Regions from separate parts of the Mus musculus genome. Here regions 1, 2 and 4 are each linked to region 3. The links are chromatin contacts, called in public HiCAR-type, Micro-C and promoter capture Hi-C maps. All regions are on one chromosome and are shown on one strand. The core of a region is the stretch at or near the end of the contact, and the rest is flanking DNA. Distances in the headings are between cores, read along the strand shown. Region 1 overlaps Gm34894 (a long non-coding RNA gene). Region 2 holds the start of 1700031P21Rik (RIKEN cDNA 1700031P21 gene). Region 3 holds the start of Sptssa (serine palmitoyltransferase, small subunit A). Region 4 has its middle 21 kb from the start of Gm40423.

The links. Promoter capture Hi-C pulls out the DNA fragments that hold promoters and counts their contacts. A called contact is a pair of places that touch in the nucleus more often than the background predicts. HiCAR-type assays count read pairs that join an accessible place to other places.
Region 1: a contact with region 3 is called in a promoter capture Hi-C map of hippocampal neurons, with 9 times the contacts expected there. The contact joins the enhancer-like site here to the promoter of Sptssa in region 3. A contact is called at or near these places in 5 of 39 promoter capture datasets (the C10 cell line, cranial neural crest, embryonic stem cells and 2 more), 1 of 484 Hi-C or Micro-C datasets (B cells) and 2 of 115 datasets of contacts at active chromatin or transcription factors (astrocytes and pro-B cells).
Region 2: a contact with region 3 is called in a HiCAR-type map of astrocytes, with 6 times the contacts expected there. The contact joins the promoter of 1700031P21Rik here to the promoter of Sptssa in region 3. A contact is called at or near these places in 8 of 39 promoter capture datasets (3T3-L1-derived adipocytes, the C10 cell line, the HPC-7 cell line and 4 more), 1 of 484 Hi-C or Micro-C datasets (regulatory T cells), 4 of 115 datasets of contacts at active chromatin or transcription factors (astrocytes, cardiomyocytes, embryonic stem cells and 1 more) and 1 of 9 other capture datasets (adipose tissue).
Region 4: a contact with region 3 is called in a Micro-C map of embryonic stem cells, with 6 times the contacts expected there. The contact joins the enhancer-like site here to the promoter of Sptssa in region 3. A contact is called at or near these places in 2 of 39 promoter capture datasets (cranial neural crest and hippocampal neurons), 1 of 484 Hi-C or Micro-C datasets (embryonic stem cells) and 1 of 115 datasets of contacts at active chromatin or transcription factors (astrocytes).

Annotation. Positions count from the first base shown.
Region 1 is chr12:51,842,680-51,845,759 of GRCm38.p6, reverse strand. Gm34894 (a long non-coding RNA gene) reads left to right here. Exons shown (of 3, transcript XR_381584.4): 2 at 599-3,073. Among named protein-coding and RNA genes, the nearest start is that of Gm34894, 7.6 kb to the left of the region's middle. Within about 2 kb of position 1,694, at least 393 of the 459 cell types and tissues checked have an H3K27ac peak or open chromatin away from gene starts, as enhancers often do. A contact at or near this core is called in B cells, astrocytes, embryonic stem cells and 2 more, where this site is marked.
Region 2 is chr12:52,600,932-52,603,687 of GRCm38.p6, reverse strand. 1700031P21Rik (RIKEN cDNA 1700031P21 gene) reads left to right here and starts at 1,366. Exons shown (of 3, transcript NR_045910.1): 1 at 1,366-1,508; 2 at 1,633-1,698. It overlaps Gm35239 (a long non-coding RNA gene), which reads right to left and starts at 735. Exons shown (of 7, transcript XR_001780617.2): 1 at 1-735.
Region 3 is chr12:54,654,717-54,657,833 of GRCm38.p6, reverse strand. It overlaps Sptssa (serine palmitoyltransferase, small subunit A), which reads left to right and starts at 1,262. Exons shown (of 2, transcript NM_134054.2): 1 at 1,262-1,462. The coding sequence starts at 1,351.
Region 4 is chr12:52,380,526-52,383,589 of GRCm38.p6, reverse strand. No RefSeq gene overlaps it. Among named protein-coding and RNA genes, the nearest start is that of Gm40423, 21 kb to the right of the region's middle. Within about 2 kb of position 1,734, at least 74 of the 459 cell types and tissues checked have an H3K27ac peak or open chromatin away from gene starts, as enhancers often do. A contact at or near this core is called in embryonic stem cells, where this site is marked.

The DNA of each region.
Region 1 (3,080 bases), core at 445-2,944, 2.8 Mb after region 3:
AGTTCGAGGCCAGCCTGGTCTACAGAGTGAGTTCCAGGACAGCCAGGGCTACACAGAGAAACCCTGTCTCAAAAGCCCACACCCCCCTCCAAAAAAAAGAAAGAAAGAAAAAAGAAATACAAATTCAGGTTTCAAACTCTCAGGCCTCCTGTCTCAGCCTCACAGGATACAAAGCATGGGTGACTGGCCTGATGATGTTCTTTTTAATAGTTAAACATTTTACTACCAAAGGAAAACAGACTGTTAGCTGGGTCTGGCAGAACATGCCTGTCAATGGGGGGTGGCCGCAAGACCAAGAGTTCAAGGTCATTCTCAGCTCTCAGGTACCCTGGGCTGCATGGGATGATGGATCTTGACTCAAGAAAAAGAAGAAAAATGGCTTTTACAAAAAAGCATGTTTTGGCCCCCCAATAAACCAGTATTGCCAGAAACTGCTCTGACTTCTAAGGTTTCATGCCTGAGAAAGTTTTCATGGGAAACAATAAAGGTCACAAAACAACTTTCCTTCAGATGTCCTGCCCTGTGCCGCAATGTTTGCCAAGAACTGTTTCCCCGCCTCCTGGTTCCTCTCATTGGCCCGTTGGTCTTTCCATCACAGGTGACCTCCAGTATCTTGGTCCCACATAGCTCAGGGTGAAGAGCTGAGTAATCCTGAACCTGGGGCTGCTGCCGGAACAACCTTTCACACAGTGCCCACTGCTCCCGGTTGCACAACATGTTTGACTGCGAGAGATAAACGCCAGGTTTACATTTGACTCCAGTCACCTTCGGGGCCAGCAGCCGGAGCCTGTAAACAGCACCCACTCCTTTAGAAAGGCGCGACTTTCCCAAAGTCCTGCCTTCCGAGCGCTGCGCCAGGCTGGGAGGAGGTGGACAAGGAAGGGGAGTATTCCAAAGAAAAAGGAGGCTACAAGCAAGCTCTCGACTCTGTTTAGGAAGAAAAGGAAGAGCCGAGCTGAAGCATTGGCCCTGCGGGGGGTGGGGGTGGGGCTCATTTTGTGAACTGGAATTTAAGAACTAAAACTAGTCCCCCTAACGTGTTTCTGTTTACCCATCAGAAATCAATCTCTGATTGGAGCAGGTACTTTTTCCTCCGTAAAACAGGCCAAAGAGGAAACGGAACTGTCTTAGTACTAAAATAATCTGTAATTTAATTGATGTTGCATGTTAGGCTTATTGAAGACACCACTATGAGAAGATTCTGTGCTTTGTTTTCTGACACTGAAAACTGCAGGGTGGGGGCGAGAAAAATCCCCCCACGACTTCACACAGGTTATAGGAGGAAAACTAATAGTCGAGAAGGAGGGATTTCAGTGGATTCTTTCAAGAATAAACATGTCTTACTCAGATCTTGAAGCCTGTGACTATCGAGTACATCTAAGTACATCGAGTTCCTTCTGTTGGTTGAAGCTAGGTTTGCTGCGTCTTGAGTCCAGATGGAACAATGACACTAAGACAAAGCCTTAAGCAATTTTGTTTGCTAATAAGATGTCAGACCACTAATGAAAGGGCAGCTTGCTTTGGCTTAGGAGAGCAAGCTTCCCATAGAAAGCAGCTCCTAAGTGTGAAAGAGCAATATTTGATTCCCTTCCTCCCTAGTGGTAAAAAAGATGTTTTTGAGTGGCTAGCAGAGAGGAAGAGAAGGCTAGCCGTCTACTGATAAGATAGGATCATAGGAACATTTGTTTGGTTTTGCTTTGCAGATGGGGACTGAAGCCAGGGAAGCTTGCCTGCTAGGCAAGCACGCTGTCACTGAATTATCCCTCCCCACCCCCACCCCTCCGGCCCACATAGGGAAAATTCTGTAGTCGTTAAGATCGCTGTCGGTCCAGCTGCCCTTCTCCAAGACTGAGTAAGACATTGTGAGCTCTTTAAGAAGGAGAATCACTTCATAGTTAAATTATGCTCATGGACATTACACGTGCCCGTTCATTAATATTTAGGGAACACACCGGCCTCAGCAGTTCCAAACACCTGAGTATAGACAATGCTTCTTCCAATGTGGACAGGAGTAAAACACCAAAGTTCATCTTCTGAATAATGAACCACCAGCTTCAGAGTGTAAATGCTGCCTCCTCCAGAGGCTAAGGGCCTCTCTTCCCAACCCTACTCCCCTCTATTCTCCCACTTCCTTCTCCCCTTCCCTATCCCATTTAGTTTTCATTTTTGCTCATTGTGCAGCCTGACTGCATGAAGCCCAGGCTGGCCAAGAACTTGCTTTGTAGTCAGTCCTTCCTTCTGAGCCAGCTGTGTGCTGGGACAGCATTCTGACACACAATAGGTATTTTTTTCAGTTCCAGGTATCAGAGCCAGGACTTAGAGGTCTAGGTAGGTGTAAGTGCGCTGCCATTGAGTTCCGCTGCTAGCCCTGAAATAGAGTATCTAGCTCACCGGGGGGGCTGCAGACTCTAGATGATTCTGGCCCTATCTATCTCTTAAAAGTCAATATCTGGTCCATTAAAAAAAAAATCACACAGGAAGTTGATGTGGGAGCATTGAGAATTCAGGGCTATTCTGGGCTCTATCACCAAAGTTTGTCTCTCAAAAACTAAAACCTGATAGAAAGAGTCAACATCAGACCCAATGAAACAGACATTAAAATAACAGATTACACCTATTTTGGAGAATCATCTATGTCTCCTCCCTGTTGGAAAGCTATGAGTGTATTTTTTAAAATGAATTCACCTTCAGCTGATGTATACTGTATTGTTGAGCAATCAGAGATTTCTTTGAGTTGATTTTTTTTTGTAGAAATGTCCCCAGAAAGCAATTTGAGCGATGAAGAATTTTTGTTCTTATCACAGTCTATTGCAAACAACAGTGGATCGTCCTGAAGTACATTTCATAGTTTTTATTTAATCCTAATTATTTTTATCATTGTTGTTGACATATCATCAAGCTTTTGACCTCCTTTCAGAACGTGCTCTTACTGACTAGAATGACAAAAGCCTCCGTAGTCCATGGGGAACCTGGAGGAGTGAGACAGATCTGCTGCTAGATGCATTCTCTCCACAAATGAGGCGAGGACCCTGAAGCCAGGACAGCAACTCAATGGCTTAATCCGGATCACAAAGTCAGTC
Region 2 (2,756 bases), core at 117-2,616, 2.1 Mb after region 3:
ACCCGGGAACAAAGAAAAAGTTTTTTCAGTGAAACTGTGTAGCTATGCTCATGAACCCCTGCTGCTTAGTGGGGATCACGCTGGCGGCGTGGGTCCGTGTGGTTTACCTTGGGGTTATGCAAATTAGCTCCTGGTGCATGTTGGGTAAGAGCCTTCCTCTAGAGGCCTGGGGAGGGGAGTGAGTTCTCTAAGCAGTCCGCTATCCGGCACGCTGGGAGGCTCGCTGTTCTCCTACGTCTGTGTGGGAGCTTGAGAAATGTGTGGCAGCTAAGTGACCAGGGCCCTGACTCGATCACCTACTCCCCCCACACACTAAAACAGGACACTTGTTACCTATGTTCCACTAGTCCAATGCCTGTTGAAGTATGCCCAACCCGCCAGGTGACCCCTCCCCAGCATAGCCTACTCGGTCCCAGAACTATGGGCACCATACTCTAGGAACGCAGCAAAAGCTTGGGGAGGTCCTCTAGAGCCTGGGGTACAGTCTGTTCCCAGCAGGCGCTGCCCGGCCTGGACCCGCGAGTTTGACTGGGCGGCCACGCCCGTCCACTCTCTGCGGGTGGCCGGTCGCAGGTAACGCCTGCCTGTGCACATTTTGCGCAGGCGCCGATTAGGTCCAGGACCGAGGCTCGGGGACCAGGGGCCGCACCCCTTCACAGGTGTCTGGCAGGCGCTAGACGTTGCCTGGTAACCAAACATCCGGAACACAGATGCAAGGGCGGAAGCCCACCTACTTGGCCTGAGAGGGAAATTTAAGGATTTACACTGCTCACTTTGGAGTAGAATAATAGCAGAGTCACTCTTGTACTTCCGTTCCTTTTCCTGTATATTAAATGACATGTTAGCCCTGTTATGATACAAATGTGTAAAACATACCTACTTGGAGGAAATATTTGTTGTAATTTTAAATAACAGCGAAGTCTTAGCTGTTCAAGTCATAGCTTTGTGGGCTGTAAAATGAGGGACAAAGGTCAGAAACTGCTAGTTTGGTGTGGTTTCAGTATTTCTCAGAATGAAGTCTGGGCAAAGGTTTTCCTGTGTGCTTATAATTATCACCATTAGTCGGCTGTGGTGTGGCACCTGCCTGTAATCCCAGTACTTGGGTGGGAAACAGAGAAGAACTAGAAGTTCAAGGGCAGATTTCCCTACATAGTGAATACAAGCCCAGCCTAGGCTAGTCAGCTAAAATTCCTTCTCTTGAGCAGACAGACAAGGCCTATCCTTGTTCCAGCAGCAAACAGAAGAGTCCTCCAAAGGACACTCTGCGGAGGGAATGGTGAGTTGAGCTTCCTTCTATGACGTAAAGGAGGAGTTGCTCACAGAGCCAGGGTGTTCATCCCCCCAAGTTACGCCTAGAAAGCCTTTACCCAGTCGGGATGAAGACTTCTCCACCCAGCCACCCCACTCCCTTAGTCTTCCTAGGTTACAGACTCTACCCCTCCCCTCAGCGAGGCCACTTCTAGTTATGGATAAAATTGCGTACTACAGTAGGTAGGGTGGATACTCAGGTAAGGGTCGCCTGACCTCCCTGCCCCTTTATGAGCAGGTGTGGGTCAACAAGCCCAGCTGAGATGATCTTTTGCCAGTAGACATTACAGAATGTGGTAAGATAGATTTTGTTTGTTTCAGAAGATAGTCCTGTACAACACCTATACAAACTGTCTCAATTCATTAACAAACGAACTACCGAAGGACAAGGCAAGTTACTACTTAATTTAACTAGAGTTTCTTTTTTTTTTTTTTCCCTTCTCCTCGTCCTCCCATCTTTCCTCCAACTTGGCATGAGAAAATAATTTTAAAACTTGTTTAATTGGCACCGGTTTTCTGATATGCAGAAAAAGAAGGGTTATGAAGTCACGCAGAGCCGGGCGGTGGTGGCGCACACCTTTAATACCAGCATTCGGGAGGCAGAGGCAGGCGAATTTCTGAGTTCGAGGCCAGACTGGTCTACAGAGTGGGTTCCAAGACAACCAGGGCTATTCAAAGAAACCCTGTCTCAAAAAAAAAAAAAAAGAAAGTTGGTTGTTTTCTAACAACTTTTGAAAAGTAATAAAACACTGTTCTTCCCCCAGGAAAAACAGGAGTGAAAATGACAGGTCTATTGAATTAAAATTTCCAATTAGATGCTTTTTAAAAATGCTTTGGTGTAACTTTCTATTAGCCTGCCTTTTATGATAATTTTGTATTTATTTACTTTCCATCTAGATTGCAACTTCCCCTTTCTCCTCTCCTCTGAGACCCTCCCTCCCTCCCTCTCCTCACAGTCCCTCCCTCTCACCTCACCTCTCCCCCTCCCCCTCCCTTTGTTTCCATAAACTAACATTCAGATGTCTGAATGAATGCTTAATCAAGCCAACTTCAGGTTTAGGTCAGTAAACAAGCATTAATTTAATGATTTTTATCTCAACATCCCCATGAGGTTAAATGGGTTTTAGTACTTCTTTTAATATTTTTATTGCATTGTTTATTTATTTCCTTTGCATGTGTGTTGTGGTCAGAGGACAATTTGCCAGGAGTTAGATTTCTCCTTCCACCAAGTAGGTTCTAGGGATAAAACCCTCATTCATTGGGCTGGATAGCAAGCGCCTTTACCAATCTCACTGATTTTCAGTACTTCTGAGGACTCCAAAGTATGTGGGTAAGATTTAGTTTTCTTTTCTTTCAAGTGAAAAATTAACTTGAGATAGAGATTATAGAAGAAAACATAGGAAAGTATTTTTTGCAACCTTAGGGTGAACAAAGAGTTCTAAGATAGA
Region 3 (3,117 bases), core at 13-2,512:
TGAGATTGGTCTATGGTGGGCGTGTCCTCCCTACTGTGGGCAGTGCCATTGCTAGGCAAGTGGGGTCTGGGCCGTTTAAGAAAGCAAGTTGAGCAAGCCAGAAAGAGCATGCTCCTAAGCAGTATTCCTCTGTGGTTTCTGCTTCAATCTCCTGCCTGGAGTTCCTGGCTTGGCTTCCCTCCGTGATGTTCTGTAACCTACAAGACGAAATAAAATAAAATAAAATGACTAGGCACCTTGTGAAAGCAGATCTCAAGTCTATTGTTGTTTGTAAGGTCTTTGCTCGTAAGGAGCATAAGGAATTTAAGTTAATACCTGTCAACCTGGAAAGGTTTTAAAGCTTAAAGCAGCAGGTTTGAAACTTTTAGACATGTGAGTTGCAGGCTACTTAATTATGTCATTTCACAAGCACACAGTGCATGGGCTTTAGAGGAGTGGAATACAGCCGGTACTGCTGCAGGTCATAGGAGTGAATCTTTAGGAGACAGATCACATGCTGACCTCAAGCTGTCTTTAGAACCCACTAGATCAAGTGCACTTCTCTTGATTGTGACCTACATGGTTGTTTTCTAAGTGTAGTCATAGAAATATTGGCAACTGTCTATGGCCAATTCTTTTGTCTTTAGGTTAGGGAATACTAGTGCGTGTGTGTGTGTGTGTGTTGTGTGTGTGTGTACTCGCGCGCGCATCCTAGATAGGTCTGTTTTCACGCATGTGCTCGGAGGAAGGGAAGAGCTGATGAACATATTACTTCTACAGTTTTCAACATCTTCTTGGCTGGGTGTCATTTGGCATCCACATTCTCTTTGACCCCCGCATTCCCTCTTGCACAAGGCACTGTTTATTTGCATGCCCGACTCTTTAGTAGCATTCTCACCCAGCCCTATCATCTCTTGGCCCAGAAGGGATTCATGAGGTAGGAGAGAGATTACATACACTGGTTTCTAAAGGAATCCTTCTGGGCTGGTCTGAAGGATCCGGCCTCTTAAGGGCACCATCTCGCATGGACACCAGTGGGGACTGAAGCCGGTCTTGCAACCGCCATGCGTGCGCGTGGAGATGCAGAACTAGCACTTAAACCCAGACCGTTTCCCAGGGCTGGGGAGCTCGCTCCGGGCGAGGCGCGGGGCGGGACAGGAGCACACGAAGTGGCCGCTTGGCCAATAAGCGCAAGCCAGGAGGAGCCGGCGGTGGCCGCTCGGGTGCGCGCGGGGTTGGGCGTACACGGTGACGCGCAGGCTCGGCAGGACCAATGGGCGCAGGGTGGTGGCGGGCGGGCCCCAAGGCCTGGGGCTTTAGGAGGTGAGCGGGCCGCGGGCCCGCCTGACGCTGCTACACCGCGGGAGGCGCATGGCGGGCATGGCGCTGGCGCGAGCATGGAAGCAGATGTCCTGGTTCTACTACCAGTACCTGCTGGTCACTGCGCTCTACATGCTGGAGCCCTGGGAGCGAACCGTGTTCAGTATCCTGTGTGTCCTGGCCTGGCTGGGGCGTGGAGGGGTGCGCGCGCCGGGTTGGAAGGGGGTGGGGGGGTGTCTTGGGGTCAAGGGAGGTGGAACCGCGGAGATCCGGGTCTTGTACGCAATTCCCCTGCCCAAGGTGGAGGCATCCTGATTTCTGCAAGCAGTCGGGAGGGCGACGTCTCCCCTGGTGCTTCCTTGTCCCGCTTCGGCCGCGCCTGCTTTTGATCCTTCAGTATTCTTTGAGGCAGGGTTGCTGCAAATCGCTCCGGGCTTGGGCGTCTTTAACCCTTAGCTATTCCTGATTTGGAGCGATAGAACTCTAACCAGTTCACCAGGTTGTGAGTACGTGGTCTTGACACTCCCACACAGTTTTGGAAAGCAGTTTGTAAGTTACTGAAAGGCCTTTTGGGCTTCAAAATGGCAGTTTTAAAAGTGTGTTATATTTATGACTTCTTTGCATCATAGGTACAAGCTGTGCCCAGAAAAGACTTTGCTGGGGTTTCAAACTGTGCTTTGTTGTTTAGTTTATCACCGGTTAAGAATTGTTGAGTGATGACTTTGCTGAGCACTTTGTGTGTATGTTATCTTGCCTAATTTTAACAGCTCCAGCGAATAGCTCAAGGTTGTGAAGCCTGATGTTTGTTTTCGCCCAATGTCTATGCCGCTATCCTCTGATTTCCGTGTCGACGAAATACTAGCAATTCATTCTTTTAACGCTCCACTTCTCCTTTCCTTAATATAAAAAGAATATACCACATCACATGCTTATTTCATCCGCTCAGCTTCTTGTGGTTTAGCTTTGTTAGGAACAACTTCACAAACGCGTTCCTAGGACTGAGGTAGAGCTTCTTTGCAAGCTTTTTCAAGGGTGCTGGTGTGGAAATAGCATGAGGTTATTTGGAGCTGACTCTTGAAAAATTTTAGCGTCTTGCAAGACTATTACTGTGAGCAATTATTTCCTAACCTAAAGTTTAATAACCAGAATGTATATTTGGGGCTCCGGATTAAGAAAGCCTGATTTTCCGAATCGTTTATTTGTAGCTTCAGTTTGCTCTTTGGATTTTGTAGGTCAGATAACATCTATATTTAAATTTATGCCTAATTGGAACTTTTCAATAGTAGCAGGTAATCTTTTGATTAATTCATTAATTAATTCAAAACACGGTTTCTCTGTGTACCCCTGGATGTCCTGGAACTCATTCTGTAGACCAGGCTGGGTAGCAGTTAATCTTGACTGATAATTATCTTACTACAATTAATGTTGACAAAGCCCCATTAAATAATAATAATGAAAGCCAGCTGTGATGGTTCATGACTGATTACCATGCTCAGAGAGCTGATTCAAGAGGAATGCTGGGAGTTCAAGGCTGCCTGAGGTACATAATACATAGCTACTACCAGGCAAGCCAGGGTTACATAGCAAAACTCAAAGGAAAAGGAAGCCAGGCAGGCAGGCAAAGAAACAGTGTTGGGGTGAAGTGAAACTCTTTAGGTTAGGGTAACAGTAGAACTCAGTTTAGACCTGTAAGCTTTGAAACATTTGTTGGCATGTGGATAAATGCTACAGTGGCAACAGTGTTAAGATTTCTCTGGCTATATTGTAATAGAAATACTGACCCGGGGCCAGATGGCAGTGGCTCACATCTCTAAACCC
Region 4 (3,064 bases), core at 485-2,984, 2.3 Mb after region 3:
CCTTAGGAGCAGACATGTCCTTCCTTTTAAATTACCTTTTTTTCACTCAGGGTCCAGCTTTGTTAGAGTCTTTCCTTAGAACACTTACAAAACAGCGAGGTTATGTTACTAGCCTGGGAAATAGTGCTGTATATTTGCTTGGAATGTACTAGCTCCCTCTGCTTGCAGTCACAGCCTTAGTCTGAATCTGATACCTTTCTTCTACCTCCCTGGCCCCACCTGCAGGCCCCGCAAGGAGGCTCCCTGGGGCACCCCAGGAAGCCCAGGAGAGGCTCTGCCTTCAGCTACTGCTGAGTTGAATTGTGTCTCCTAAAAAGCAGGGTAAAATCTCTACCCCCTCTACCAGCAAATGGGGAACCACATTATTTGGTAATGGAGTTCTTTGAAGATGACCTACCCCAGCCCTTGATGAGAGAGCAGGATACTCCTCCCACCCCACCCCCACCCCACCCCACCCCACCCCACTCCCTAGTCTGAGAGTCTGATGTTCAGACTGGCTTGGTTCAGAGATGAGTGTGACCATCGCTCTGAGACTTTATAGCGGGCAGTGGGCGGGGCTTCACAAGGTTCACATAGATCCTGACGCCTGCCATGAGTAAGCAGAGGAAAGAGACCGCTAAGCAAGAAGGAAGCCAGAGAATGGAGAAAAGAAAGTTGGGGGGGGGAGGGGAGGGGGGAAATTGAGCCCCAGAGTTGTCCTTTCCTGATCCAGACCCCCTGGGCTCCTAGCCTTGTGCCTTTTAGTAACTCTCCCTCCCCTTCCCCCTGGCAATGCATTCTTTTTCTTGTGCCTAACCTGACCTGGGAATGCCAGAAAGGAAACTCCAGCCCTAGACAACAATGTGTAGTGGAACAAGGGCTTAGAAACTTTATCCAGCCCACGTTTTCACGTTCTCTTGTCTTATTCCGAGGAACAGTGCAGTGGGCTAGTTAAAAGCCCCCAAGATACTAGGCATAAGATAAAACTGCTAAAGGGACCCTGGGACAAAGTAGAAACCCTCCTGGGGGACAGAGCGCAAAGATATGCTGCTCTGAACCTTGTGCATCTTGTGTGGCATGGGCGTTGGTCCCCAGAGCCTAAACAGTTTAACCTTTTCCAGGGAAGGAGCCCGATCTAAAGCAACACATATTCATAAAGATTACATTATCGGCGAGGTGTGATGTGATTTAGAAGTGAACAAGACTAGAAGAGAGAAACAGGGAGACTGTTCAGAAAGCAGCCACAAAGTGGTGGCTCCTTAGTGGAAGACCAGACCAAGGAGGGGAGAGGAGACATCTTTCCTAACAGGAATATGTAAGTGAACGTGACAGACATTGGAGGAGAGTAGAAGATAAGACTCCCAGGCAGTGACCATCCTGCAAGAAGCCAGGCTCTGGGGCAGGGGAGCAAGCAAACTTCACCCCTCCAGGCCCTCAGTCACCCCAAGAGCCACTTGCAGAGATCTGAGACCAAGGTCCCCCAGGATGGGCCTATCCCTGCAGTAGCAAGCACAGGCTGCCCCTACCCCCAACAACAGGAAAGTTCTTTAGACCTCTGTTGGCCCAGAGCCTCACACCAGAGTCTTGTGTTTACACATTCAAGAGAACTGAATCTCACATAATCATATATGTGACAAAGGCCTCTGCTATAAGCAACATTAATGAAGACAAATGAATCAGCCAAACACTGCAGCCTGTGCAGCGGCTCCCAGGGCCCTGCTGCATGCTGGGAGGCTGCTCGGAGGGGGATGGGCGGGCTCGGGCCCGCAGCTCCCACTTTGCCTGATGGAGATGTATGAGACGCCTCTGGGCCGGGCCTGGCCACCCTGACTGAGGCAGGCGTAGAGGTGTGGAGGGCATTTTGGGATTCTAAGTGCATATGCAAGCCATCTCAAGAGAGGCGAGCATGAAAGGAGTTGGTTGTAAGGGTCTGGTGGTGTTAAATAAACACATTCTCTATATCCTGGGGGTTGCTGGTGAGGAAAGCAGCTATTGGAATTTTAATTCCAGCCAGGCAGTGAGTAACCACACCCTATGAGGCATTTTTCCGAGTGCAATGAATCCGTTGTGCGGACTGCTCTTAGCTAACGTCCGTCTCCCCTCCCAGGCATCTTGTATCATTCTTCCCATCCGCTTCACTCTGTGACAGATTAGAAAACTTTCAGCTTTGAGACTTTTACTCCAATCTCTCCCAAGAGGATCAAAGTCCATCAAAAGAGGCAGCCGTTTATAAATCAGGTTCTCTGATCTCTGAGCTGTGGGGCTGCCATGACCCAGAGGCTAGAAGGACAGCCAACAGGCTCCACCTCCACAGGTCATGTTTGGTGCTTAGAACCCATTCAGGCAACCTCCGGAAGTGGAAAGACAGCAGGCCCAAGGGGTTCCAGAAAGAGGACTTGAAAACCCTACCTAGCTGGGCGTGGTGGCACATGCCTTTAATCCCAGCATTTGGAAGGCAGAGGCAGGCGGATTTCTGAGTTCGAGGCCAGCCTGGTCTACAAAGTGAGTTCCAGGAAAGCCAGAGCTACACAGAGAAATCCTGTCTCAAAACAAACAAACAAACAAACAAAAACAACAAAAAAACAAAAAACAAAAAAAGAAAAAAAAGGAAGGAAGGAAGGAAGGAAGGAAGGAAGGAAGGAAGGAAGGAAGGAAAGAAAACCCTACCTACCTAGTTACCAGGCAGCGTGTACACCCAGCTACATGGAGAGCACAGCCGTCATTTTGGCATTTACTGCATGCAGTGCAAGAGCGGGCATGACAGATCACCTCCTGCTCCCAGGATACATCTCTAATAGGGCAGAAGAAAAGGGCACCTTTGCAGAGTCTACAGGGAAGATTCTTAGAAGTTTCCTGACACAAATAAAGCAAGCCAATATTGTTAGGTCAATACAAGGAGTTGGAGACTAATCAATAAATGTGGGATCCACGGGTGGCCATGTAACAGTGGAATGAGATGTTGGCAAGTGAGGAAAAAGTCTTGCACTCAGGCAGTGGAACATGCCTGTCATAACACCATGCCCTGTCTCATGGCCTGTAGAAGAAATCCCAGTGACTCAGGGGCAGAAAGTAAGGTAGGTGACAG